2 separate regions of the Hordeum vulgare genome follow, and region 2 is linked to region 1. The links are chromatin contacts, called in public Hi-C maps. All regions are on one chromosome and are shown on one strand. The core of a region is the stretch at or near the end of the contact, and the rest is flanking DNA. Distances in the headings are between cores, read along the strand shown. Region 1 holds the start of LOC123448282 (ciliary rootlet coiled-coil protein 2). Region 2 holds the start of LOC123448284 (myb-related protein MYBAS1-like).

Region 1 (6,408 bases), core at 1,853-4,352:
AGCTCCTAGCGTCGTACATGGTCTAAGCTTCCACTTTCCTCACTAAACAAGAGAACATTGTCAAAACTTAACTGCTAGCTTTTTTTTAATTAGGATGTGTTCCATAATGTGTGCAGTTGCAAGTCTGCCAATGCACCAGCCATCATTGATATCGGATGCTGGCCATTTTACAACCAACGAACTCACATCCAAAAAGAAAAACCCTGCAAGACCACCTATTTGCTAAGATCTTTAATATTGTAGATACCAGTCAGTTTCCATTATACTCTCCTCTGGGGAACTTAGTGAAACAACACATTAACATTTCATCTTCCTTTTTTAAACCAATTATATCTTAAATACCAGAGGACAATTGAAGACATGTGAAATAGGAAATGAGTAATAGTACCTTTCCTCAAAGGTAGCGCACACTTTTAACCCTGCTTCTTCTCGCTCCTTTGCTTTCTCACACTACCAATTTCAAATGTCATGTAAAGCATTATCTTTAGATGCAAAATTGACTTAATAAGTAAATCAAGAAGAACCTCCAACAATGAACCATCTCGTTCAGCAAATGCTTGAGCAACGCTGCTCTGGAAAAACCTCACTTGCTGCTCTAGCTCCTTGGTCTGCATTGTCATTGCAGGATAGAGGGTCATTTCCACAATAAGCTAGATTGCTTGTAAACAGAACTTTAGGAGGTTAAAGAATTAGTGACCTAAATTCCACAAAATATTAAGCATATGAGGCCTTTATTGTCTATTTCAATTTAACTGAAGTGAAATTAATGTTAAGCAAAAGCCCCAAAGGGTTCCTTCACTAAAAAAGACTAACCAAGACTCTGAATATGCCTATCATGCTTGAAATGGTACTTCACTTTCAGGCTGCAGATTTTGACTAAGCACAACTATTAGTGGATTTGTTTGGGGGCCCTTTGCTTAGTTGTGCACTGTCTGAATGATATGTGGGTTCTAGCTATAAGTGAGCATAGATATGTCATTCCATGTTCAAGCTCAAGGGACTGCACTCCCTGTACTGCTCGTACGTGGATGATGGAGAACAAGTATAAAATTATCTGCCAGTAAACATTGGTCAGCAGAAGTTACAACATTGTTGACAAAACAACAACAGTCAATTGTACAAGTCAAAGTATGAAACCTTTGATAGCTCAGCACCATATAAATCAGCAAGCTGGCTCTGAAATTTAATTAACGCACTCATTAGAAGAAAGAAAAAGAAATGCAGATAGAAACAATAGTACAGCAAGGAAGAGAAGCACACCTTAACTCGATAAGCCTCAGCAAGCTCCTCTTGCAAATTTTGGTTCTCTCTTAAGCATCCACTTAACTTCTTCTGAAGGATCTCAATATCCTGCTCCAGAGCTGTTGTCCTGGATAGTTAAAACAAAACATTGGTTTACTTCCGCTACAATGATAACGATGGAACATGGACAGAACATATAGTAGCACCTCTGAGAAAGCATTTGAGTTGCAACAGAAACATAACCCGGCCCAGCTTGTTGCATACATAATTGCTCGATATCTTTTCTCAGTTCATCACGTTCTGCCAAAGAATATTTCAATCAATAAGTGTGCACCTATCCCACCCAAAAAAGAAATAGAGAATGAAAACTAGAACTATTCCCAAAACAATAGTCTACATTAGCAGCTTTGAGAAAACAGAACATGGTGTTCTCTCCATTCAAAAGGACATCAATCTGAAGTATGAGAAAATAGGCACATTGATCTTCCATCGAAAATCTCTGATTACTAGTAACATCTGCCAATAGTTTCCACTTCCCAACATGTTATCCATGTACACATGGTATCCAAAGGAAGCAACACTGCTGCATACTGAAATACTCCTATGGCTGAACGAAGCTGTAGAAGGTTGGAAATATTATAAAGACTCATTAAATGTCTATCAGAAACAATGTATGTAACAGAATTAGCCAAGGACTTCAGCAGCTACTTCATGTATTTTCCCAATTTGTACAGCAAGCCACCGCTAACAAAGTGAACAAAATTTTAAAAATAACTAGTACATCCTTCGCAAAAAATATCTACTCAAATATGTGAGAATAGCTAAGTTATGACAGGGTACATATTATCAGGGAAGGAACTCTAGTGCATAGACTGGAGTTCCCCCTTGAATTTCCAATGGAGTACATATCGCTTTTATATCTTGAAGTGCATAGGCTAGAGTTCCCCCTTGAATTTCCAATGGAGTACATATCGCTTTATATCAGAGTATATATCACTTTTATATCTTGAAGTAATTACTGAAGGAAACCAGGAACTAGTACTATTCCCCCTTGAATTTCCAATGGAGTACCTCCATTCCAAAAAGGGGTAAGTGAGGGCACTGAATTGAACTACTTGCACAAAGAAAACAATGTAGCCAAACTAATCTGCAGGCCGAAGTGTTTTATCTAATGCAAACAACTTCAATTGGCACAGCAAACAAGCAGTATTTAGGGTTATCACCTAATGTATAAACAAATGAATGACAATCTTATATATGACAAATATGAGTGAGTACCCCGCTGGAGTTCTTCAACTCGACGAGTTAATACTTCACCATCGTATGGCTTCTCATCCATTTTCTACAGAAAAAATAGATAGAATAAGACTAATGTTCTTGAATAAAAATGCAAATGAATTGATATACTACATGCCATCATGTAAACATAAACATCAAAGCCGTGCAACGGAAGCCTCAAGTTCTGACCACAATAGTACTACCCCAGGCTTGCAACGAAGCAGGAGCGATCCCCTAGACCCGCTTCTTCCTACCAAAGAAGAAGTGGGAGAAAAAATGTGCTGCAGTACAGGGGACATGGACGGATTTCTCCCAAGATTTCGAACTGGGAATCGACACAATTGCTAAAACGCGGACGAAACCCTAGCCTGCTAATCCGGCCAAAAATTAGGCATAGGTTCGACTGGGATTCAGCAAAGCCTACCTTGAATCCACGCGGACTTATGTGCGGGTTCGTCTCCTCCAGGCAGTCGTCGAGAAGAGCGCCGCCGCTTCGCCGCCGGCTCCGAGGAGGACAAGACGAGGTTTCGAGAGATGTCCCAAATCCAGATGGTCGCTCCTCCTCGCAGGCTCTGTGGGTCCGAGCGGCTGTATGCTCTTCTTCACAGTATTCCACGTTTTTTTTTTAGGGTTCACACTACTCCACGTGTATGTTAATCTCTACTATTAAAGGAGGATCTGCCGTCGTGATGGTTCAACCTCGATCACCTTCCACGTACGATTGACACCCGCGCGTAAAACAGGCAGCCCACCCGGCGTTCGACGTGGCCCAGAAATCAGCCCAACGGAAAAAAAATCGCTAACACGAGCACACGTCTCCGCCTCCCCCACTCCCAACTCCCTCCCCATCCCGATCCCGATCCTCGCTGCCGCCGCCGGTTGTGCTTGTCGCCCCGTCACCTCTCCATCCGCCGCGCTCCTCTACACCGCGCCCTTCTCCAAGGTCAGTCGCGCCTCACGCCCCGTCGATTCTGCATGCGGCTGTCTGTACGGTGGCGGGGACTGACGAGTGTTTCTGTTGCGCGTGCAGAGCCTGGGCGGCGAAGGGTGCAGCCTGCTCCCGCACAGCCACTTCTGGATCGCCAGCCAGCGGGTCGTCGCGCTCGGCCGTGTCGGCCCCGCCGCAGGTACTCCCCCCCCCCTTTCGTTGCGCCCGCCTTGGTAGAGAGAGGGGGGAGAGAAAGAGAGAGAGGGGGAGAGAAAGAGATAAGAGAGAGGGAGGACCGGATAGCAGCGGGAGGAGGGAGGACCGGATAGCAGCGGGAGGAGGGAGGACCGGATAGCAGCGGGAGGAGGGAGGACCGGATAACAGCGGGAGGAGGGAGGACCGGATAGCAGCGGGAGGAGGGAGGACCCTTCCATGTGGCTGTCGTCGTTGCCATGCTCGGTCAGGAGGAGGAGGCCGCCTCCATCTGGCTGCCGTGGGCGTTGTGCCATGGCGACCGCGCGCGACGTCGAGGAGGTCGTCCAAAAGCTCGCCTCCGACCGCGTCAGGCCCCGCGATATGAGTACCCTGCTCCCTTCTCCTTTGCTCTGCCCCCAAATCTGCTCCGACGATGACCTCTGTGATGTGCCATGTTGCTGCTGCAGGAAGGGGTTAAGCTGCTGGGGACGTGGGGACGTGGCTGCAGGAAGGGGTTAAGCTGCTGGGGACGTTGCTGCAGGGCGACCGCGCTGTGACCTTCTGCCGCCTCCTCGCCCGCAATACCGTCAGGGCCAAACCAGCCCAACTCGCCTCCGGTACACCCACCTCCCACCTCTCGTACTCTGTTGCTTCTCATCGAGATTTGGTTCAATTTTTCTGCTGACTTGCATGGGCGAAATCCTTTCCTTTTTTTTCCTTACTTAACTAATGATCCAGCCCACGTATCTCTACTATTAAAGGAGGATCTGCCGTCGTGATGGTTCAACCTCGATCACCTTCCACGTACGATTGACACACGCGCGTAAAACAGGCAGCCCACCCGGCGTTCGACGTGGCCCAGAAATCAGCCCAACGGAAAAAAAAATCGCTAACACGAGCACACGTCTCCGCCTCCCCCACTCCCAACTCCCTCCCCATCCCGATCCCGATCCTCGCTGCCGCCGCCGGTTGTGCTCGTCGCTCCGTCACCTCTCCATCCGCCGCGCTCCTCTACACCGCGCCCTTCTCCAAGGTCAGCCGCGCCTCACGCCCCGTCGATTCTGCATGCGGCTGTCTGTACGGTGGCGGGGACTGACGAGTGTTTCTGTTGCGCGTGCAGAGCCTCGGCGGCGAAGGGTGCAGCATGCTCCCGCACAGCCACTTTGGGATCGCCAGCCAGTGGGTCGTCGCGCTCGGCTTCGTCGGCCCCACTGCAGGTACTCCCCCCCCTTCCGTTGCGCCCGCCTTGGTAGAGAGAGAGGGGGAGAGAAAGAGAGAGAGGGGGAGAGAAAGAGATAAGAGAGAGGGAGGAGCGGATAGCAGCGGGAGGAGGGAGGACCGGATAGCAGCGGGAGGAGGGAGGACCGGATAGCAGCGGGAGGAGGGAGGACCCCTCCATGTGGCTATCGTCGTTGCCGTGCTCGGTCAGGAGGAGGAGGCCGCCTCCATCTGGCTGCCGTGGGCGCTGTGCCATGGCGACCGCGCGCGACGTCGAGGAGGTCGTCCAAAAGCTCGCCTCCGACCGCGTCAGGCCCCGCGATGTGAGTACCCTGCTCCCTTCTCCTCTGCTCTGCCCCCAAATCTGCTCCGACGATGACCTCTGTGATGTGCCCTGCTGCTGCAGGAAGGGGTTAAGCTGCTGGGGACGTGGCTGCAGGGCGACCGCGCTGTGACCTTCTGCCGCCTCCTCGCCCGCAATACCGTCAGGGCCAAACCAGCCCAACTCGCCTCCGGTGCACCCACCTCCCACCTCTCGTACTCTGTTGCTTCTCATCGAGATTTGGTTCAGTTTTTCTGCTGACTTGCATGGGCGAAATCCTTTCCTTTTTTTTCTTACTTAACTAATGATCCAGCCCACGTATCTCTACTATTAAAGGAGGATCTGCCGTCGTGATGGTTCAACCTCGATCACCTTCCACGTACGATTGACACACGCGCGTAAAACAGGCAGCCCACCCGGCGTTTGACGTGGCCCAGAAATCAGCCCAACGGAAAAAAATTCGCTAACACGAGCACACGTATCCGCCTCCCCCAGTCCCAACTCCCTCCCCATCCCGATCCCGATCCTCGCTGCCGCCGCCGGTTGTGCTCGTCGCCCCGTCACCTCTCCATCCGCCGCGCTCCTCTACACCGCGCCCTTCTCCAAGGTCAGTCGCGCCTCACGCCCCGTCGATTCTGCATGCGGCTGTCTGTACGGTGGCGGGGACTGACGAGTGTTTCTGTTGCGCGTGCAGAGCCTGGGCGGCGAAGGGTGTAGCCTGCTCCCGCACAGCCACTTCTGGATCGCCAGCCAGCGGGTCGTCGCGCTCGGCCGCGTCGGCCCCACCGCAGGTACTCCCCCCCTTCCGTTGTGCCCGCCTTGGTAGAGAGAGAGAGGGGGAGAGAAAGAGAGAGAGGGGAGAGAGAAAGAGATAAGAGAGAGGGAGGAGCAGATAGCAGCGGGAGGAGGGAGGACTGGATAGCAGCGGGCATTGATTATTTTGGAACAGTTCACTGTCCTTGATCTAATTTTTTCGTTGTTTTACTTTGACAGAAAATCCTGAGTTATCAATCATAGTATGCCTTTCCACTCAGCCTGACAATTACAGAGAAGGTATTCCTGAAGAAATACAATAGTGTCCAACTACTACCTAGAGTCCTTTTCATTGCAAAAGTGTGCACTCCCATTACACTTGGAGAAATTAGTGCCAGTATTTACGGGAGTTAACTTCTACTCCCTCCTTCCGAAATTACTTGTCGCACAAATAGATAAAAATGGATGTATC
Region 2 (6,408 bases), core at 2,067-4,566, 560 kb after region 1:
TTCTTCCTTTCCGCTAATGGTGGCGTACGTCGACGATAAGATGACATCCACTAAGCCCTATGGCATGACAGGTGCACCCCGGTCGCGTCAATCCATAATCCCATCATGTGTCATTAAACCTCACGGCGCAGGCCAAAAAGCATATATCCTTAATTTTCCAACATCCAGTGGACGCTGCTTTTGCTCCTACTTTGAGCGGGGTGACACCAAATCACACGGAATTGGGTGGTGGGCTTTGGTTCCGTCGCCGTCGCCGTCGTCACCCCCACCCCCACCCCCACCCCCACCCCCACCCCCACATGCGAAATCAGGATAAAAAGAGTGGAAATTCAGCGGCCACGGGCATCCACATCATCACCGAGATCAGAGCACCACAAGCTCACATCATCCGTCGGAAGTCATGGTTTTTTCTACCATTTCACAGATAACCACTCCAGGTGTAAAATCTCTGAATACTTACAGTGCTTGTCACCATAATCTTTGAAATGAACTTGACGCATCCGTCGTCTCGTGGTTTGTGGTGGTCACCATCATCATAGGAAGAGAGTTATCTCCTGGCAACTGATGTACACCACAAGAAATGGAGAATTAAAACGAACCAAAAATCAATCTGCTCAAGCGAAAGCAAGAATATCCTAATCTAAGAACATTTCACCATCTTATCCTACCAAAGGCAATAACCCCTGCTACCCACTTTCTGGTCAATTTCACCACCCTGCAAGAATTCACATACCAAGTCATGGGCTATATATAAACCCATTATTGCATTTTACCAATTACTCCCTCCGTTAACAAATATAAGACGTTCTTACTTGTTTCTGAATCAGATGTATATAGACATGTTTTAGTGTGTTTGTTCACTCGTTCCAGTCTGTATGTACTCCATATTAAAACATCCAAAACATTTTGTATTTGTGAACGGAGGGAGTATTTGCTAAGCATAGCAATAAGACTTGATTTTTTTTGTTAGACTGCACTAGTGAGTTGGCAACGTACATGCGCCACAAGGTTCAGGTTGACACTGAGAAACACAAGAATTGATGGAAAACTTGTGCGGTGCAAAGAAAAGAACATGTGGTTCTCCGATTTCAATAGATAGAAACGCAAGCTTTGCTTTTTCTCGAAAACAAAATATGTAGGTGAACTTCAAGGTTATAGCCAAAATGTATTAAAGAAAAGGAGAAGAAACATAAGTGAGCCCAAGCATTTATTTTCAGAAGACATTTTAGCCTTCTTTCCAAAGGCCAAGGAGCATAATTTTTTTGGAAGGATCTCTCAAAAAAAATGAAAGGATTTTGAGACACATATATATATGAGAAAAGGACCTGACCTACGTGATGCATTCAATGGGCATAGGAAGAGGAACTACTAATTGTCACCACACTGATGATGACTGATCAGTGTTCCAATGAAGAAGCAAGCGAGAAGAGCTCAGATGCGAAAACAACTGCAGTGTATGGGGAGCCTTCAGAAGTAAAGATGCCCAAGATAAAAAGGTGTAGAGCACAAAGTGGACTGCAAGATTGACAGGTTGGTGGCCTCCACATCAGTGCTGCTTCCATGCCTTCCTGGCTTGCTCCTGGTCATGGAAAAATTGTATTTATCTTTTTGTGCTGAGGGAACCTCCAGAAAGAAACAAAAAAATAATTAATTCCATAGCAATGGAGAAGTTAGGCCATGAGGATAAAATACTGCTTATGACCCTACTGTCCACATACCTGCCTGACTTTTCTTAGCTACTGCCTCCATGAAGGCGGATGTAGTATACAGAAGTCAGCAAATGAGTGGAAATTGGGATCTACGCAAGATCGAGTATCTAGTTACATTTTGGTCATATTCAATAACCAAGGGCGTCTCAATATAGCACAGACGGCCTATGTATATGAACCAAATCCGACGAAAGGAATACCCAAGCATTTAAAAGGGAAACAACATCAGTATAGTGCATATCCACTACATAGCTCACTATAGTAGTCAGTATAGATGCACAAAAACTTGCTCTTATTGCGTATTGAGTGGCAAGTCGTGCAATCGCATACTTTGTGTTGGAGTTGTGTATAGCCCGAGATATTTTGTTGTGTGTGAGATAATGACTGAAAAGAAAGGAAAAGATAAAGTCCCCTATGCCAATGATAATGGCTGGCAGAAAGGAAACATGCTTTTCACATCCAGGAGAAATAAAATACGGAAGAATCGAGAGAAGATTATGTCAACCTACATATGTAGCCTGATTTGTGTAAAGATCGTAGACTAGCATATGTGGCCTGTGAGTCTTACGAGTCTACGAATATATGTCCCTAAAGCAAGTAGGGACACTCATGGACTAGCATAAAACAATTCTCAACAGACATACTTCACAGCTTATTATCTACTAAGAGTCTAAGAAGTAACCAAAATGAGAACATACTATTGAATTTTCCATAAACAACACACAGTATCGGGGGTTTTCTGATTCATAAAGATCTGTCAAGATCCATTTGTAAAATGCATGTGAACCATGTAGAAACAAAAATATTGAGGTGGTCCGTATCAGCATGCTCGAACTGCAGTATCCGGATGTAAAAGATTATAGGTTCCCAACGAAGTTCCTGTAAGAAACACGCACCCGCAACAGTCCAGTTCAGACTTCAAACTTGCCGTTTGTTTTGCCAAAGAATTTGATGCTAAAGCTAAGAGCATGAAATTATTGTATAGAAGTATAGAAAATGGAACCCAGAGTAATTATGTTTTCTCTTTCTACTTTTGAGAAACATAATAATACCTGCTCGTCGTGCCTTTGGACTAATTATTTAAATGAAGTGCATATATCTGTACATAAGAAAATGAGTACTAAAATATTTCAAATCAAGTAAAAGGGAAATAAGCATACACTTACTCAACAAATGGTTATGAAAATACATCACGTTTTACGGTTTGCTTCATTTATTTTGCATTTCAGTTAACAAAATTGCATGTCTTTGCCTTCACTTCAAAAGTAATTTTCGTAAATATGCCTACACACAAAATAATGAACCACAACTTACATGCACAGATTGCTCTACTTTTTGGGGGAACATGAGTGTGCTATTAATCAAAACTGGTGAAGTCAACTCATAGAGTAAACCGGCAAGAAACAAGAGTTAGATGCAATCCAAATCCAGTATATGTAGTACCATACCCTTCTGCAGTTTGTACCATAGAGCAAGAGACAAGGGAAGGCAATTTTAATCCAAGGACAACCTCATCGATGATTCTCTATATCAGGCCCACCACGCAAAGAGGCCCCACGAGAGCCTTCTTGTCCTGTCTATAAATGAGAGGCAAGAGCCATCAAACCAGTGCACAACTAAGACAAAGTGGCTTCCTTTCACTAATACCAACCTTCTTCCCATCAGGCTGGAGTTCATCAAGGATATAAGCCTGAAACTGGAGCCCACAAGCACACAGAGGAGGGAGAGCAACAAGGCAGGCTCCCAGCCCATCCAAGGTAGAAGCGAACAACGCTAGTGATGGTGACAGTGCAAGATGAGATGCGCAAGGGGCCATGGACAGAGCAGGAGGACCTGCAACTGGTATGCACTGTCCGCCTGTTCGGTGATCGCCGCTGGGATTTCGTTGCCAAAGTCTCAGGTTTGAGGGGTGGGAGACCTGCAAATTAGGTAGCCATTTTTGCAATCCTTGGCACAAAGATGCAAACAGCACGCAATATCATTATCTCTAACCAACTATCTTCATACATCACCTTATCTATGACCATGTAGGACTTAACAGGACAGGCAAAAGCTGCCGCCTCAGGTGGGTCAACTACCTCCACCCTGGCCTCAAGCATGGGCGCATGTCGCCGCAAGAGGAACACCTTATTATTGAGCTCCATGCTCGATGGGGTAACAGGTTTGGTCCAAAAGAAGATCTTACTAAAGCAGCCTTTTTTCATCTAAAACAGGTGAAACACACTAACATCCTCTCTATGTATAGGTGGTCTAGAATAGCACGCAGACTGCCAGGGCGTACGGACAATGAGATCAAGAACTACTGGAGGACACACATGAGGAAGAAAGCACAGGAGAGGAAGACAGACATGTCACCTTCTTCCTCCTCATCATCATTTACATACCAATCCTGCCTCCTTGAAACTGCACCAATAATCAGGATGGATGAAAGCAGCACTCATAATGGCACTACCTGCTTCTCAAGTGTACTTAAGAGCAACCAGAGTGTCATGGATGGATATTCTATGGACCAGATATGGAAGGAGATAGAGGCACCGGCCATGCTGCCCATTGATGATACATCATGCAGCAATCTCCCATCTCCTCTGCTGCCATTCACTATAGGAGATCACTACTGCCCTCCCGGGGTAATCTGGAAGATGGACAATGGTGATCTCAAAATGTTAGCTCCACAATTTGGTTATGGTAATGGAGAACGTTCCTGCTATTGAAGGTTCAAGCTGTCAGGATCGAGGTCAGGTTACTAAGATACATATATGTGCTTAACAGATTTCCACTACCTATGTAGCTATGTCTGCATAAACATGTATATGCTTGCCAGTAGCTATGTTTGCATTAGTATGGAGGGTGATCTAAATATTTACAAATCTACTGTAACATTGTAAATTTTCAGGTCTGCTTACGATGTGTGTGCCTATGTAGTGTGTAAAATAGCTTATGTCTCTTGCCCTTCACAGAATGGAATGCGAGAGCAATTTATCTGCATGATAAAGCAGTCAATCTCCAATGGTATTTTGGTAAAAATGTTAGACTGACACAAATGTGCATTATACACCATTTCACTATCGGAATTGTAATATCCTCCCCCACCTGATTCTAAAGCTACAAACAGGGCCATGAGATTCTATGGTCGTATCTCAAGGTGCAAACAAAAGAAGAGGAAAATGGGTACAGAATCAGCATTATTTCTTCAAATCGTTCTTGCTACTACACTCTCATTTCCTTCCACAGGATGTTGAGATTGAAGCTCTTGATAAAATGGCTTCTGGAACCTAAGGAACGTCAAAGAGAACAAGTATTTCTCAAATAAACACGCGGACCCTGAAAACATATGTTTTTAATTACAAACTGAGGCTGCTGTACAAACATCTGTATGCATATGTGATCTGAGTGGAATTGACAGACTTAGTGCAGAGTGAGTGGCCTATCACTTCAACTCTCTTAAAAAGGCTGAGCATTAGACTTTGCTAGAACAAAAGAATGCTAGATTGTATACGACACATAAGATTAGCAGGAAGTCGCAGATTATCCATTTAACAAATAGGAAAGTTAGCACTTCAGTAAGATAAATAACGGGAGGTGGTAAGTGACTGGCACATAAGATTAGGAGGAAGTTGCAGATCATTCATTTAACAAATAGGAAAGTTAGCACTGCGGTAAGTTAAATAAAGGGAGGTGGTAAGTGGCTGGCACTTCAGATTTCTATAGCTGTCTACTTTGCTGAAAGTACTATCTGATCTTGCAACTGATAAGCATGTATTTTCTTCTGATTGAGTGAATCTAGTGCTTGAACCGCCTAGACACAACAACAACAACAAAGCCTTTAGTCCCAAACAAGTTGGGTAGGCTAGAGATGAAACCCATAAGATCTCGCGACCAACTCATTGTTCTAGCACATGGATAGCAAGCTTCCACGCACCCCTATCCATGGCGAGTTCTTTGGACCGCCTAGACACAACCCTCATTAATATGTGTCCCTCCACAACATTCAGAACTAGATGAAAGCTTAGATATGGAGGTAGAATTTAGAAGTTATATTTCTTCTCGTTCTTCTTCTATGTTTAACAAATAAAAATTAAACAGGCTACATATTGTTTCAAGTGTATCAAAACGCTGGCCGAGCTGCAGATAATCACCATAGCATTCAAATTCACCTGTGATTTATAATAACTATGAACAAAGGCGAAATCACAAGTACAAGCAGGTCGCAAGATCTGATTAGCATGGAAAACCTTCAGAGCAGCCAGCGGCCAACAGTAGAAACACCCAGGGCAGATACTCAATACTATACTTGATGCAAAGTCATCAGCATCAATTTTCAATCATTCAAACTAAAAGCTCAACACAGGATTTGCTACACAATGCAAAGCTTAGTACTAGTTAGTACCAGAAGGCTCTAGGTCATTTGTGAGAAAGAAAATAGGAGTTTTGAATCCTTTCAATGTATGTTTTACCATTAGACAGTCAAATAAAAACAATTGCACCTGCCCACAGCTTATCCCTCAGTTAACCGTTCCTAAAGAGGGGATGCACCCCAGTCCTCAGCACACATGACTCGAAGTCTCACTGCTGGAAAAACGAATCTACAGGTACAACAGAAGATTAGGGGCAAGAGACAGCAGAATCGCTAGATATCCCTGCGACTTGGATTGCCAGCTACGATCCAGACAACACCACCCAAAACATATAGAAAGCATTA

What was found. Hi-C and Micro-C count contacts between places; a contact is called where the count stands out from the background.
Region 2: a contact with region 1 is called in a Hi-C map of seedling, with 3 times the contacts expected there. The contact joins the promoter of LOC123448284 here to the promoter of LOC123448282 in region 1. A contact is called at or near these places in 3 of 6 Hi-C or Micro-C datasets (leaf and seedling).

What each region holds. Positions count from the first base shown.
Region 1 is chr4H:163,667,798-163,674,205 of MorexV3_pseudomolecules_assembly, forward strand. LOC123448282 (ciliary rootlet coiled-coil protein 2) reads right to left here and starts at 3,103. Exons shown (of 18, transcript XM_045125132.1): 1 at 2,945-3,103; 2 at 2,521-2,584; 3 at 1,449-1,542; 4 at 1,261-1,369; 5 at 1,138-1,176; 6 at 525-608; 7 at 389-450. The coding sequence starts at 2,581.
Region 2 is chr4H:164,227,449-164,233,856 of MorexV3_pseudomolecules_assembly, forward strand. It overlaps LOC123448284 (myb-related protein MYBAS1-like), which reads left to right and starts at 3,317. Exons shown (of 3, transcript XM_045125137.1): 1 at 3,317-3,609; 2 at 3,741-3,870; 3 at 3,955-4,694. The coding sequence starts at 3,489. The coding sequence ends at 4,420. LOC123448285 (a long non-coding RNA gene) reads right to left here and starts at 2,911. Exons shown (of 2, transcript XR_006631649.1): 1 at 461-2,911.